Linked DNA regions of Pan troglodytes: all the other regions are linked to region 1. Evidence: chromatin contacts called from public Hi-C data. All regions are on one chromosome and are shown on one strand. The core of a region is the stretch at or near the end of the contact, and the rest is flanking DNA. Distances in the headings are between cores, read along the strand shown. Region 1 has its middle 83 kb from the start of SINHCAF. Region 2 has its middle 64 kb from the start of TSPAN11. Region 3 overlaps TSPAN11 (tetraspanin 11).

Region 1 (5,080 bases), core at 1,692-4,191:
GTGAGGAGCCCCTCTGCCTGGCTGCCCAGTCTGGAAAGTGAGGAGCGTCTCTGCCCGGCCGCCATCCCATCTAGGAAGTGAGGAGCGCCTCTTCCCGGCCGCCATCACATCTGGGAAGTGAGGAGCGTCTCTGCCTGGCCGCCCATCGTCTGAGATGTGGGGAGCACCTCTGCCCTGCCGCCCCGTCCGGGATGTGAGGAGTGTCTCTGCCCGGCCGCCCTGTCTGAGAAGTGAGGAGACCCTCTGCCTGGCAACTGCCCCGTCTGAGAAGTGAGGAGCCCCTCCGCCCGGCAGCCACCCCGTCTGAGAAGTGAGGAGCGTCCTCCCTCCTCGTCTGGGAGGGAGGTGGGGGGGTCAGCCCCCCGCCCGGCCAGCCGCCCCGTCCGGGAGGTGAGGGGCACCTCTGCCCGGCCGCCCCTACCGGGAAGTGAGGAGCCCCTCTGCCCGGCCAGCCGCCTCGTCCGGGAGGGAGGTGGGGGGGTCAGCCCCCCTCCCGGCCAGCCGCCCCGTCCGGGAGGGAGGTGGGGGGGTCAGCCCCCCGCCCAGCCAGCCGCCCTGTCCGGGAGGTGAGGGGCGCCTCTGCCCGGCCGCCCCTACCAGGAAGTGAGGAGCCCCTCTGCCCGGCCAGCCGTCCCCTCCGGGAGGGAGGTGGGGGGGTCAGCCCCCCGCCGGGCCAGCCGCCCCGTCGGGGAAGTGAGGGGCGCCTCTGCCCGGCCGCCCCTACTGGGAAGTGAGGAGCCCCTCTGCCCGGCCAGCCGCCCTGTCCGGGAGGGAGGTGGGGGGTCAGCCCCCCGCCCGGCCAGCCGCCCCGTCCGGGAGGGAGGTGGGGGGGGTCAGCCCCCCGCCCGGCCAGCCGCCCCGTCCGGGAGGTGAGGGGCGCTTCTGCCCGGCCGCCCCTACTGGGAAGTGAGGAGCTCCTCTGCCCGGCCACCACCCCATCTGGGAGGTGTACTCAACAGCTCATTGAGAACGGGCCATGAAGACAATGGCGGTTTTGTGGAATAGAAAGGGGGGAAAGGTGGGGAAAAGATTGAGAAATCGGATGGTTGCTGTGTCTGTGTAGAAAGAGGTAGACATGGGAGACTTTTCATTTTGTTCTGTACTAAGAAAAATTCTTCTGCCTTGGGATCCTGTTGATCTGTGACCTTACCCCCAACCCTGTGCTCTTTGAAACATGTGCTGTATCCACTCAGGGTTGAATGGATTAAGGGCGGTGCAAGATGTGCTTTGTTAAACAGATGCTTGAAGGCAGCATGTTCGTTAAGAGTCATCACCACTCCTTAATCTCAAGTACCCAGGGACACAAACACTGCGGAAGGCCGCAGGGTCCTCTGCCTAGGAAAACCAGAGAACTTTGTTCACTTGTTTATCTGCTGACCTTCCCTCCACTATTGTCCTGTGACCCTGCCAAATCCCCCTCTGCGAGAAACACCCAAGAATGATCAATTAAAAAAAAAACAAAAAAAATAGTTTTAAAATTTTATTTAGGGGGAATAATGGTGGTTTTTGGTTATACAATGGCAGTGGCTACTGAGGAGCATCCTGAGACCTGAGGGTCAGTGTTGTTATTTGGGATGCCTCACTATTAGGGTTGCTGTTACAGTTGGTGATAATTATGTGATTAATTGATTATGATGAGGTGGGAATTGTAACTGATTTTAAAAATATGGAAAACTGGGTGACTTTTGAGGTTGGGGAAATAGAATTACTTCGTGAGGATTCTATGGATGTAGCTGCCTTGTGCAGTTATGGGTGTTGGTGGGTGGTGGTTGCTGGTTGATCTCTGTTAGGATCTTTATTGTGATTGAGATTATGTGACGGAATAGGGTTAGATAATTAAGAATAGAGTTAGGAGAGATGGGATAAGGAAGGAGAAAAAGTAGAGCATAATTAGATCTTTCTGGTTAGATACAATGGTGGAGGCTATCATTTGAACCTGGGCAGTATTTTTTGATGTTGATTTTTCTAATCAAATCAGGTCTAGTAGAAGAGAGGTTAGGTTTTGTCTTGCATGGAAATTTGAGTGTGGTGTTGTGTGGTGTATTGTGATTGGGTAAAATCCTAATATATTGGAGAAATTAAATATTTGTGATGGGTGCTTGAGTTTGAGATTGTTAGTTACAAGGTTAAGTTCTATTGCTAGTGAGAAGCCTAAAATAGTTACGCTGAGGGTTGTGAGTTTTAGGTGAAGGAGCATAGTCATTTGGGGAACTGATATTGGAATAATATTGTTGGAGATTAAAAATCCAGCAAAAATACTACCAATTGTTAGGCATTTGATTGAATTGATTAGGAAGGGGTTGTTTTTGTTGATGACAATTACAGCCGTGAAGTGAGGTTGTCCTAACAGTGCAAAGAAAATAATTCAGGTGCTGTAGACAGCTGTTAGGGAGGAGGCAATGACAGTAATTAAAAGGGCCCAGACGTTGGTATGCGACATATTTGCGGTTTCGATAATAAGATCTTTGGAATGGAAGCCTGTGAAGAAAGGCATTCCTGTGAGTGCAAGGCTGCCGGTAATAAGTGGGGAAGAGGGCCTGCAGAAGTGATCCACTCCTCTCTGTTAGAGGCTAGAGCCTCCGGCTTATTTGAAGATCATGCGGAAGATCCTGTCTTGCAAGAAAACTCGTGCTCTGCTCAGGATTCAGCTCTACCTCCTCTCTTGGCCATCAGACCCGAAGCTAAGGGCAAGTTAGAACATAACCCAGCCACAGAAGTGCTGGGCCTGCTAAGAAAACAAAGAAACCTGCTAAGAAAAAAAAGTAGTTGTAGGCCTGGTCAATGTGAACCATCAGGAACTGGGGGAATATGTATGGGACTGGATCCTGAGGGTGCTGAACCAAAGGAAACAAAATACAAATTGGAAAAGGGAGAACTTTCTTTTACGGTACGGAATTTACACCCTGACGAGGACCCCAGGAGATGGCGCCAACATACTACTACATTACAACATCTAAGAGGTTGCCTCTTAGAGGCCTGGAAAAGTATTGACCCACGTTAAGTGAGGTAGAATTGGAAGAACTGCCACAGCAAATGGTGAAGGAAGGAATCAGAATGTCCAGAGCAGTGGGCATGCCAAACTGGTTAGACTATAGAGGCCAGAAAACCCAGCCCCCACAGTGTTCCCTAGGAGGGCCCAGAGCATACTCTGTTTACCGGCGTGCGAAGGCATGGCCTGGTGAGGAGGGCACCAGCATCACAGAGAAGCCCTGGAGTTGCCGCCCAGCATTCCAAAGGGCAGGCTGATGGCAGGAGATGCTGTTACAGCGCTGGGCTTGCTGCCAGCAATGGGGATGATAGGGTCCCGAAATAACAGAGGCCGGGGGGCAGAGCCCAATGCTGCAAGCCAGGTAGGCACAACTGAGAGTGTGTTGGCTGTGAACACTAATGACAGGATATCTGGGTCAGAAAAGGCTTTCACTCCACTCCAGAATCATACCACATTGCCTCAGTGAAGCTTAAAAGTCCCCTGGGTGAGATCTCTATTTTTATTTTAAATTTTAGTTGCTGATTCTGGTTTTCTGGTATTATGATTTTTTCTCAAACAGACATCTTAACAGCAGGCCTTTTAAAACCTGGATTCTAAGCCCCGGTGCCCGATGTCATCTATTGCATGGAATTGATCAACTTCACCCTCCATGCATCTAGATCAGTGCCATCCTTCTGGATTCTAGATTTGCTTTTTTTTTTTTTTTTTTTTTTGAGACAGGGTCTTGTTCTGTCACCCAGGTTGGAGTGCAGTGGCACAATCTCATCTCACTGCAGCCTCCGCCTCCTGGGTTCAAGGGATTCTCTTGCTTCAGCCTCCCGGGTAGCTGGGATTACAGGCGCCTACCACCACACCTGGCTAATTTTTATATTTTTAGTAGAGACAGGGTTTTGCCATGTTGGCCAGGCTGGTTTCAAACTCCTGGCCTCAAGCGATCTGCCCACCTCAGCCTCCCAAAGTGATGGGATTACAAATGCAAGCCACTGTGCCCGGCCAATTTGCCATTCTTATGGGAATTAAGAAATAATCACTCGAATTATGTCATGTACTCTGGGTCAGATGAGGAATAAGGAACCCTGTTCAGATGAGGAAGCCCAGTTGAGAATAGTTGCAAGCTACCTATATCCTTAACCTTTCAAACAATGTTTCCTTTGCTTTCTTTCCTCTGAAGACTCAGTTCCCCTTCAATCTCAGGTTTAGTTTTTGTTGTGGTTGCCATTCTCATTTACCTTTGGTTTCTCAAGCTTTAAATTGCGCTGTTGTCCTTTCCATAGCTTTCATCTCTCTGTTCTCTCACCCTTTGGCAAAAATCCTTCCTCCCTTTAGGATCACAGGAACTCCCTTGAATTGTCTTCTGTTTATGAAACCTTCTTTTTTAGTTTTTTCGAGTCTCGGATATGTATTAATTAGTGTAATCTCCAAAATAATACATCAAGATGATTTCATGTATTTTAGAGGAGAAATGTTTCCTGGTTAAGTGGGAAATTGTGCGGATGGCTCCTGGAAGAGCTTCATTCTAAGCAGCTTTAGAGTGAAACATTTCATTTAGAAATCTGGGCCTTCTTGCTTCAGTTTGCTGTAATCCATATTCACCGAGTTGAACTTGTACTGATCATTGGCACCCAGTTTGTCTCAGGGTTTTTGGGTTATTCTTTCTGCCCCTACTAACATCTGATCGAACAGTGCCAGATGCAAGACATACAGTGCTGCTCCAGGACCTCCAGCTCCAATAAATATTAAGAGGAGGATCAAGCTTGGAAGCTTCTTGGCCTGGCCGAGGATCTGGTGGAGGATGTTTGCAGCAGAGGTCTGATTGGAAAGGAGAAATGCTATGAAGACTTCTTAAGAGATGCCTCCCCTGAAGGCTGTATCTTGACTGAGCCCCTTCCCATTCTCCTTCCTAGTTCTTTCTTTGCCTTCAGGGCACTGATTATTTTGTGACACTCATATAAAGACATATACATAACCTAGTTAATTATGTATATATAAAATTTTATGTAATTATTTTTATGAGTAGTGGATATAAATCTCATTCCTCAGACTCAGGTATGCAAGAAGTATAACTTAAAGTTTTTATTTTAGGCCAGGTGC
Region 2 (5,080 bases), core at 1,718-4,217, 400 kb after region 1:
GCAAAAGTTTTCTCCCATTCTGTAGGTTGCCTGTTCACTCTGATGGTAGTTTCTTTTGCTGTGCAGAAGCTCTTTAGTTTAATTAGATCCAATTTGTCAATGTTGACTTTTGTTGCCATTGCTTTTGGTGTTTTAGACATGAAGTGTATGACTTGTTTTTACTTAAAATTTAATGTTTTAAATTTACTGTCTCCCTCCATCCATTTGACTTGATGTCCTTATTTGGACGGATTACACTGTTGTACGTGGTCTCTTTACCTTCCTGGCTCTCCTGGGTAGTGCTAGTCTCAATGGAATGGGCTCATCCGTCCTATTACACCTTGTGAAAGCTTGAGAGCTGTCATCAACACACCTGGCTGCTTTGTTGATTGTTCTGTAATCCATTTAAAACAAACAAAGAAACAAAAGTAATGTATTTTAAAATAACTTCCTTATTTTTCTAAAACCTTAGACTCTCCCTTTCTCAGCTTACATCCCAATGTCTTTTTTTTTTTTTTTTTTTTTTTTGAGTTGGAGTTTTGTTCTGTCGTCCAGGCTGGAGTGCAGGTGCGGCGGCATGATGATCTCGGCTCGCTGCAACCTCTGCCTCCTGGGTTCAAGCCATTCACCCACCTCAGCATCCAGAGTAGCTGAGACTACAGGTGCATGCCACAATGCCCTGTTAATTTTTGTATTTTTAGTAGAGATGGGGTTTCATCAGGTTAGCCAGGCTGGTGTTGAACTCCTGAGCTCGAGTGATCTGCCTGCCTGGGCCTCCCAAATTGTTGGGATTACAGGCACAAACCGCTGCCCCTGGCCCCAATGTCCTTCTTGATGGACTCATTAGCATAAAACTCCTTTGTTAGCTCACCGTTACAGGGTTCATTCTCAACAATTGCTATTATAATTTACACTTTTCAATAGTCGCTAATTCAATGTTATAACTTACAATTACAACAACTATTGTTACCATTTAACTCAGAGGGGTTCACAAGAGAAACAAAGATGGGGTGACCCTCTGGGGCCCAACCTTAATCTGATGGTAACCAAAAAATAGTGCCTTCTACACTGGCTTTGCTGCTGGGTAAATTCACTCTCAGCCACCCATTTGCTCTACTGTGTGAAATTGTTGCCTTAATTTTAGAGCATTTATTGTTTTCAGTGGGAATTAGGGGCTTCAAACAGGGCCAGAAATGGAAAGGGTAGTCATGGCAGGAATATGAATTGGGCACCATGGTAGTGTGGAGAGAGCACTGGGTGTTTGGACCCCAGGACTCTAATCCTGACGGTAATGTTTAATTATGGGACCTGGAGCAGGTGGCCACTCCTCTGTGCCTCATCTTTCTGCATCTGGAAAACAAATACATTGGTCTTTATGTGGGGGTACCCACACAGACCACCAAGGTGCAAAATGAAGATATTAGACTTTATATGGATAATTATGCTATCTTAAAAAAAATCTATCTGGATAGTGACTGGTTCCCTACATCAGGCAGTCATGGCACATAGATGTTACTGAGGGAAGGAGGGGGTTCATTATGCAAAAGTGTGGACAATGGCCTCCTGACTACTTTGTTAGCTTTCATATTGCAATGTTTTGCAGTTTGCTCATGCTCCATTAAAATGTATTATCTGGTTTGAACTAAACTAACCCTCATGAAATGGATGAGTGACTTAAAGATTCCTGCAAAGAACCACCATGGCACACATTTACCTAAGTAACAAACCTGCACATCCTGCACATGTATCCCAGAAATTAAAATAAAGATTTCTGCAAAGAAATGGGTAGGTTGAAGAGAACAGTAATTATACAAAGACAAGAAAACAGCAAGCGAATGTCAGAATCAACCCTCCTGTGCCTGGAATAATCTCTGAATCAGTGTCACTATTAGCTAAAAACAATGAAGACCTAATTGGATCCAACAAGAAGTTGTCTTAAAACCCCCAAATTCTCTTTTTATTTTTAACTTTTTAATTAAATTAATTTTTTTTTGAGACTGAGTCTCACTCTGTAGTCCCAGCTGGAGTACAGTGGTGTGATCTCAGCTCACTGCAACCTCTGCCTCCCAGTTTCAAGAGATCCCCCTGCCTCAGCCTACTGAGTAGCTGGGATTACAGGCACCTTCCACCATGCCTGGCTAATTTTTTTTTTTTTTTTTGTATTTTTAGTAGAGATGGGGTTTTGCCATGTTGGCCAGGCTGGTCTCGAACTCCTGACCTCAGGTGATCCACCAGCCTCGGCCTCCCAAAGTGCTGGGATTACAGGAGTGAGCCTGGCCCCCAATTCTCTTAAGATATGGATTTCTTCCTCTTACTAACAATACACTTTGTTCAGTGTGCACATTGTGCCTTTGCCAGTTATCTTTTTCAGCTCTGACAACCATTAAAAGCAAGCCTGAATATAAATGAAACTTTCGAAAAAAAAAAAAGAAATTGAACTTTTGAATTGATGTATGAAAAGTCTGGTATTTGAGATATTTGAATTGATGTATCTCAAAGAATAATTCCAAGGTTTTTTAAAAAGGTGCAAATTCTACCACATTGCTCTCACTACAAATATGATTATGGATAATATTTTAATGAGAGCAGACATTTTTATGTAATTAATAACTAAAGGTGAATATGTTAAGAACTTTTTAGTTTTTATAGCATATTTTAAAAAGCATTTGTTTCATAGTGAATATATTAGTAAGTACATACATGTATTATATAGAAAGAAATAGCTCCTCCGCTGTCCGGCTGTGTGACCTTGGGCTAGTCTAGCAGGGTCCAGAGGACTCAGTGAAGATGACAGAATCTGTACCTCGTGGGCTGGGCAGGGGTTCCAGGGGCGCTGGAAAGCGGGGTACTGTGGAGCCCTGCGGGACGCTGTGCCCCACGGGGTCTGTCTGGGTGTGGAGGCAGCTGTCCAGCCAGCGGAGGTGGACCCGGCCCGGAGCTCAGACAAGCATGTCGGTTCCCTGAGAATCCCTTGGCTAAAGGCTGCCCTTCCCAAGGGCGCCCTCTCCCTGCAACCCAGTTAAGCCATATCCAGGGGTCCTGGTGCCTTGCGACCCCACAGGGCCTCAGGAGTCTGGCGGTTTCCCACACCTTTGCACTCATGCACCTCACGGGTGGGCGACAGGTAGATCAGACCCTCCTAGGGCTCCAGCGCTCCCGGCCCTGCGGGGTCAGAAATAGGGCCTGTGTCTGCACCCTCCTCCCTCCTGGACCTTGCAGACAGCAGCGAGCCCCAGGCGCAGTTCTGCCCTTATATCCGGGTCACGGGGATGCTGCCTGCAGCCCTGCCTCCTGGAGGGGCCCACTTACCACAGACAGAGGCAGGAAGGACATGTTTTCCCCTTTTTGGTTCCAGGGGTGATGTCAGGTCGAGAGGCGGCTGCTCTTGGCAGTGGGATGTATGACCTGCCGGCCTCCACTTGCACCCTTTACTGGACCCCACAACTGTTAGCCCTGGGCCCCCCTCACCCCTCCCCTGCAGCAGCCACAGCCTCCTGATTCTCTGACCCATTCTTCAAGACACAACCAGAAAGCCAATGTGATCAGATGAGACCTTCCCTTAAAGCCCTTCACAGACCACCTTATCACCCAAGTAAAGGCCCCCTGCCCCATCCAAAAAAAAGTATGTATATGTCTGTGTGTGTGTATATATGTATGTGTATATATGTATGTATATGTATATGTATATGTATGTATATGTATGCATACATATACATACACATGTATGTGTATGTGTACGTATATGTATATGTATGTATACATGTACATACATATATATACACACACATATATGAATAATGTGCTCTATACTTTTTATTGATTGAAATATCCAATCAAAGAAGGGTGACAACGTAGATTGGGTGGTTGTTGAGCAGTCTTTTGGTGGTGATAGTCTCCTTGGAATCTGTTTCAGAAACCAGGCACAGTTATAGGAGAAGCTTTTTGGAATATATTAAGATCAAACACTTAGTATTGATTTTTAAAAGATCAAGCATCATTTATTGAGACCAACAAATAACTTTCACCTTTTTACTACTGTGGAACATAAAAATATTAACGGAGGATTTTTTTTTCTATTTTAAATGTCCCTCACTGCTGAACTGCTCATAGATATTATGTTTTTAAGGGAGTAGTGGAATTAACCATTAAATGCAAATTTCCTACTTATATTTCCCAGAAAGTATATCATGGGAATAACAAATAATCTCCATTTTCTAAAATTATCCTCAAATTTATAATGCTATCAGGATGCAAGGTGAATTAAAGTACAATTGCATTTTTTTAAAGTTTTAAAAACTAAAACTGAATGTAGATAATTCCAAAATATTTTGAGAAGGCCTCCTCAGTGTTCCATGATTTTGACATGTGTGGTTATGTGGAGGCTCAGTGAACCCGCAGGGTAACACACTTCTATTTTTGGATGGAGGCATGCAGGGAGAAAGGATGAAAAGGACAACGCAGCTTTGATAGGAAGCCTGCTTTTGGGGAAGGGATGGTCCACTCGGGCTTCCTGGAGGGTGGGAGTTCTTCCTGTCCAACATTGCCCCTCGTTTTCCCAGAGGAGCTTAAAACCCCAGTGAAAAAGCCACAGTTCCTGGAAAGTGTTATGGATCTGATAGCATTACATTTTATAAGCAGTTAATACCCAAATTCACCATGTCCAAAAATGAGTTCCTTAATGACCAAGCCCCCTATCCACCACTAAACCAGCTTTGTCTCTCTATCAAAGTAAATGGCCCTGATATGGCTCCAATGACTGGAGGAACATCAGGTCCTTGGTCTCATGCTGATTTAGATAAAATGACATGGACACATGCGGAGTGGTTTAAGGAGCGGATAATTTAATAGGCAAGAAAGAAGAAAGAAGAAAGAAAGAAGAAAACAGCTCCCCTGTACAGAGACAGAGGGAGGGCAGAAAAGTGGTCGGTTACATGGGAGGCTGGAGGAGGCAGTATCTGATTTGCATAGAGCTGTAGGGTCCAGCCCTACTGGGTCTGTGGGTTTTTCTCCTGGTGTGCGGAGATGAGAGGTCGTAGAAATAAAGACACAAGACAAAGAGATAGAAGAAAAGACAGCTGGGCCCGGCGGACCACTACCACCT
Region 3 (5,080 bases), core at 978-3,477, 270 kb after region 1:
TAAGGCCTTTCCAGGTGGAAGAGTCTGATCGGATGGTACCTCAGCACTGTGATGATCCTGTCCAGGTCTGAAACTGCCTCTGGTGTGCTGTTCCATGACTGAGGTGGGTGAGAAGCCTGGGGGGCCCCTGCTGAGGGGATAGGTGCACTCCCAGAATGCAGAACTTCAGCATGGAGGGGCCTCTGCCGATCAAGTGCAGGGGATTCTCCCTTCAGCATCCCTGCCGGCCCCCAGCCTCTGCCCCAACCTGCAGCCGCAGGGAGTTTAGTACTCTGCAAGGGCCACTGTTTAGCAGTTCAAATTGTTAAAAAGTTCTTGAATGTGTCTCCTTGAAAATAATTCCACCTACTGTTCCCCTTCTGTCCTCTGGAACCTCCCAGGAACAGTCCCTCCTTTCCCCACATGACTGCCTTGGGCATTTCAAGACCACGAGGGTGCTGCATCTGCTCCCCATCTCCTGACCTCTGTCACATCTGACTTCTGGGCCCCACACTCCCCTTGCCACTCCCTCTGCATCTGGCCGCATAGTGGCATCACTAGAGAGCTTCACGAATACACTGATGCCCAGGTGCCATACCCAGACCATTTTGTTTCATTTTGCTGCGGGGAGCCCAGGCCTGGGGTATTTTATTTTTCTTTGAGACGGAGTCTCACTCTGTCGCCCTGGAGTGCAGTGGCACGATCTAGGCTCACTGCAACCTCCGCCTCCTGGGTTCAAGCGTTTCTCCTGCCTTAGCCTCCTGAGTAGCTGGGATTACAGGCGCGCGCCTCCATGCCCAGCTAATTTTTGTATTTTTAGTAGAGACGGGGTTTCACCATGTTGGCCAGAATGGTCTTGATCTCTTAAGTTCATGATCCACCTGCCTCGGCCTCCCAAAGTGCTGGGATTACAGGCCTGGGGTAGTTTTAAAGCTTGTCAGGTGATCCCAATGTGCAGCCAAGGTTGAGGACCACTGCCCCGGGGCTCTGCGGAGGTCTGGTCCCACCTGGAGGGTGGCCTGAGCTGGCACCTCCCACACCCTGACTCTCTCCATGATTTCTACCAGTGCAGTTCCAGGCCACATCTTTGTGGGCAGCACCCTATCATGTAACTCAGGCAGATGCCCTCTCTCTGTTATAGGCTTAAGTGCAAAACAAAACAAAGCTCAAGTGCAAGGACTTTAATTCTATTAAAGGTTTTACCCTTCGTTTCAGCACATCTTCATATCCAACGAGCTCTTTTTTCAATGATGGCTTTATCATACAACAGACCAGAAATGCTAGGTAAATAGTTGAGCATGCTTCCTGGGTCTTCGTTGAGATCACCAAGAAAAATGAAGAGACAGGTCTGAGGCTGAAGGCCACGGCCCGCTCCTGGAGACTTTTTGCCAAGCTGATGTGAACTCTCATCTCTCATCTCTCTCTCACAGCGTGGCCATCCAGCCTGCCCTGATTTCTCCTGAGCATACAAGTGCCTGGTCCACACGTCCACAAGGTAACAAGGAATGCATTGCCAAATACCTGGCTGAAATCAAGGTGTGCTCCCTTCATTAAATATTCTGCTTAGTTTTCAGTGTTCACAAACCATCTACTTTAACACTCCAGGTGTTGCAGGACATCAGTCTCAAGGTCACTGGTTCCTGCGATGGGAACCTTACTGAAAAATCATAGAACACTAGATCCAGAAGGTTCCATAGAAATGGGCTAGACCCACAGCTTTCAAGCTGTATTGGAAACCCTTAGTGTAGCTCAGGGCCACCAAGGGCAGTGAGGGGAGGCCGTCATGCTAGGCTTGTCCCTGCCTGAAACAGCTCCACCTCCTATGGTTTATATACTGGGCTCCTACGTGATATTTCCATTGAAAAGAGGATGCTGCTACTTAAAAAAGGCTCACAAATATCCAATCTGTCCATTTTACAGGTAAGGACACTAAGGGCTCAGAGAGGGAATGAGATTTCCCTGAGGTCACACAGCAAGAGGTGGGGCTATGTTTAGAAATCAGGCCCTGTAACTCCCAAGCAAGATTTCTTGCAGTAGCTGGGGGCTGGGGAACATTATGACACCATGTTGGACTGATATTTCCTGAGCCTTGGGGGTCTTGGAAGTGCCAGGCTGGGTATGTAGGGGAGATAAATGCCTGGTGTCTGCTCTCTAGGAGGTAAACTATGACCCTGGGGAAGAGACTGGTATGAGCCCTTTCTCAAAGCTTAGGACCCACCTGGGACTTGAGCAGTGCAGTGCCCAGCGTCAGCTGGCAGAGGGAGCCCTAACCCGAGGCTTGGCCGCTCCTGGGCTGGCTCAGTGGGCCACAGCAGAGAAAACTGGGCAAGAGGTTGAGAGCCACCGAAAGCCATTCCATAGCAACGGCGAAGGAACAGACTGCGTGGTGGGGGTTGTGAGTGGGCAGGAGGAGTGGCAGGCCTGCAGGTCCACTGCTCAACAACCTGACCTCTTCAATATCAGACTTATGCAGCTGTGTGGTTTACCTTGACCGTCGGCTCTGGGCATCCGCAGTCCTGCTCCCTGCCCTCAGCCTCACTGCCCTCGTCTGCAGCTTCTACAGGCTCTCAAGGCCAGAGAGGTGAAGAAGAAATGGACAGAGCAGGCCCCCTCAACACCTGGAGTAACAGGTTTCTGGAAAGTTCAACTGCTCTGTGCTGCTGAGCATACCTTCTCCTGTTCCCACTGACTACTCCCCTGGGGTTCAGCACACAGGACAGAAGGCCTGCCCTGGGGAAGTGCAATAGAGGGGCAATGCTCATGCCACCTGGGCTCCCTGGCCCTGCAGCTGAGTGAGAATGATGGGGAGCAGGCTGGTCTGGCCAAGCTTTTTTTTGAGAGACAACGTACTAATGCAGAAATCATAAAAATGATGGGTATCATTTATTGAACACCTGCTATCTGCTCAGCCATGAGCCAAGTGACTTACATGGATATTGCTAATTCCCACCACCAGGCAAGCAGATAAGGTATAACTAGCCCCATTTTACAAATGAGTAACTGAGGCTCAGAGATGAAAGAACTGGCCCTAGGTCAGTCACACAGCTGTAGGTGGCAGAACCAAGATGGGTGTCCCTCCAGAGGCGACAGACCCTCCTCCCAGTGTGTTAGGCTGCAGCTAGACCTTCCAGGCCCACAGATGATGTGGGTAGGTGGCACCATGGTTTCCAAGGACCCTGCACTGGAAGTCTCTCCAAGCCAGCCAAGGCCACTGTCCCCTGCTTCTCTTTCCCACAGATCTCTGTGTCATGGTAGGGAGTTCGGGAAAGCAAAGAACCAAAGCCAGGAGACCTGGGTGCTGGTTCAGGGTGTGAGGCCCTGGGTAAGTCACCTCTCTGGGTCTCAACTTTCTGATCTGTAAAATGTGGAGAACAGCTGGGTGCCATGGCTCATGCCTGTAATTCCAGCACTTTGGGAGACTGGGGTGGGCAGATCACCTGAGGTCAAGAGTTCGAGACCAGCCTGGACAACATGGTGAAACCTCAGCCTCTACTAAAAATACAAAACTAGGCGGCGTGGTGGTGGGCACCTGTAATCCCAGGTATTTGGGAGGCTGAGGCAGGAGAATTGCTTGAACCTGGGAGGCGGAGGTTGCAGTGAGCTGAGGTGGCACCACTGCACTCCAGCCTTGGCGACAGAGTGAGACTGTCGCAAAAAAAAAAAAAAAAAAAAGAAAAAAAAGCGAAGAACACTACTCCTTGTCTGGCCTGGGTCTCAGGTTGTTGTGTGGACCCAATGAGAGGAAGCATCAGAAATCCTCTGAAGTCTACAGAAAACTGGAGAAAGACAGCTTCCACTTCTGGAGGCCTTCCTATGTGCCAGGTACTTCGTAAGTGGGTTGCAAGCATTGCCTCATTCTTAGACCTTAAGAGCTGGGGAAATGGTCCACATTTTGCAGATGAAGAAGTCAATGGACAGGGAAGTTAGGTAGCTCAAGGTTACCTAGGAGCAAAGCCAGGACTGGACCCGGGCCTTCTGGGGCCAAAGCCTCTGCTCCTCCCCTTCTCTAGATGGTGCTTAGCCCTGGAGTGGGAAGGGCTTCGCAGGACAGCAAGACTCCTAGAAGGACAGCCCACACTCAGCTCCTGCTGAGCGGAAGCAGGCGTGTTCGTGAGCTGGGGACTGCAGGGGCCCTTGCCGCTGAGGAGGCCTTCCTGGCTCCCCTCCTTCGGACCCTTGACTAGAGTAACCTGAGAGAGTCACCCTGACTTCCTGGGTGGCAGCCAGGGGAGAGGGTACAGGGAGAAATGGGAGCTAAAGGCATTGCTCATCCTCAGGGAGACAGCTGGATGAGGGCGCGCACACACACACACACACACACACACACACACACACACACAGTCACTGCCCTGGACACCAAAATCCATGGATGCTCAATTCCTGATATAAAATGGTGCAATATTTGCATATAACCTATGCACATTCTCCCCTATATAATACCTTAACTCATCTCTAGACTACTTATACTACCTCATACAGTGTAAATGCTACGTAAACAGTCGGTATATCGCATTACCCAGGGAATGATGGCAAGGTTGTTCAGTACAGATGCAATCATCCATTTTTTGGAATATTTTTCATCTACAGTTGGTGGAACTCACGGATGCAGAACCCACAGACATGGAGGACTGACTATACACACACACAAACACACATGCACACACAAAGGAATGAATGCAGATACGTGCACACTCACACACACATGCACAAGCACCCCTAAACACCTATACGTGCATACAACCCCAACCACATGGACCCAGAAGCATGCAGACACACGTGCCACAGATGGCTTGCACGCTCACCTCCACGTGCACACACATGGGGTGCATGCACATACCTGAGCCCACACTCACACTCCGCCCAGGTCCCTGTTCCTGACAAGTTCATGTTGTCCCCAGCTATTTTCCTTCATGTTCTCTGGGGGAGAGACTGACCGTGGGATTCAGCCTTGGTTGCAGAGGGAAGGGGAGAGAAGAAGAGAGCAGGGTAGGGTGCGGGTGTGCAAAGGGTCAGTTATTTCAGCCCAGGTGGTTACTGAAGACCTGTGTCAATGGGAGAGGGGTTCAGAGCCCTTCCACCCCCGCAGTCCCCGCACTGCAAC

What was found. A called contact is a pair of places that touch in the nucleus more often than the background predicts.
Region 2: a Hi-C map of induced pluripotent stem cells shows a contact between it and region 1, with 3 times the contacts expected there. The contact joins two enhancer-like sites. A contact is called at or near these places in 4 of 7 Hi-C or Micro-C datasets (induced pluripotent stem cells, lymphocytes and stem cell-derived neural progenitor cells).
Region 3: a contact with region 1 is called in a Hi-C map of induced pluripotent stem cells, with 1.8 times the contacts expected there. The contact joins two enhancer-like sites. A contact is called at or near these places in 3 of 7 Hi-C or Micro-C datasets (induced pluripotent stem cells and stem cell-derived neural progenitor cells).

Annotation. Positions count from the first base shown.
Region 1 is chr10:64,259,595-64,264,674 of NHGRI_mPanTro3-v2.0_pri, forward strand. No RefSeq gene overlaps it. Among named protein-coding and RNA genes, the nearest start is that of SINHCAF, 83 kb to the left of the region's middle. Within about 2 kb of position 2,942, at least 2 of the 24 cell types and tissues checked have an H3K27ac peak or open chromatin away from gene starts, as enhancers often do. A contact at or near this core is called in induced pluripotent stem cells, where this site is marked.
Region 2 is chr10:64,655,379-64,660,458 of NHGRI_mPanTro3-v2.0_pri, forward strand. No RefSeq gene overlaps it. Among named protein-coding and RNA genes, the nearest start is that of TSPAN11, 64 kb to the left of the region's middle. Within about 2 kb of position 2,968, at least 2 of the 24 cell types and tissues checked have an H3K27ac peak or open chromatin away from gene starts, as enhancers often do. A contact at or near this core is called in induced pluripotent stem cells, where this site is marked.
Region 3 is chr10:64,532,759-64,537,838 of NHGRI_mPanTro3-v2.0_pri, forward strand. All of the region lies in intron 7 of TSPAN11 (tetraspanin 11), which reads right to left. It overlaps LOC104001578 (a long non-coding RNA gene), which reads left to right. Exons shown (of 4, transcript XR_008538488.2): 3 at 1-1,474. Among named protein-coding and RNA genes, the nearest start is that of TSPAN11, 59 kb to the right of the region's middle. Within about 2 kb of position 2,228, at least 3 of the 24 cell types and tissues checked have an H3K27ac peak or open chromatin away from gene starts, as enhancers often do. A contact at or near this core is called in induced pluripotent stem cells, where this site is marked.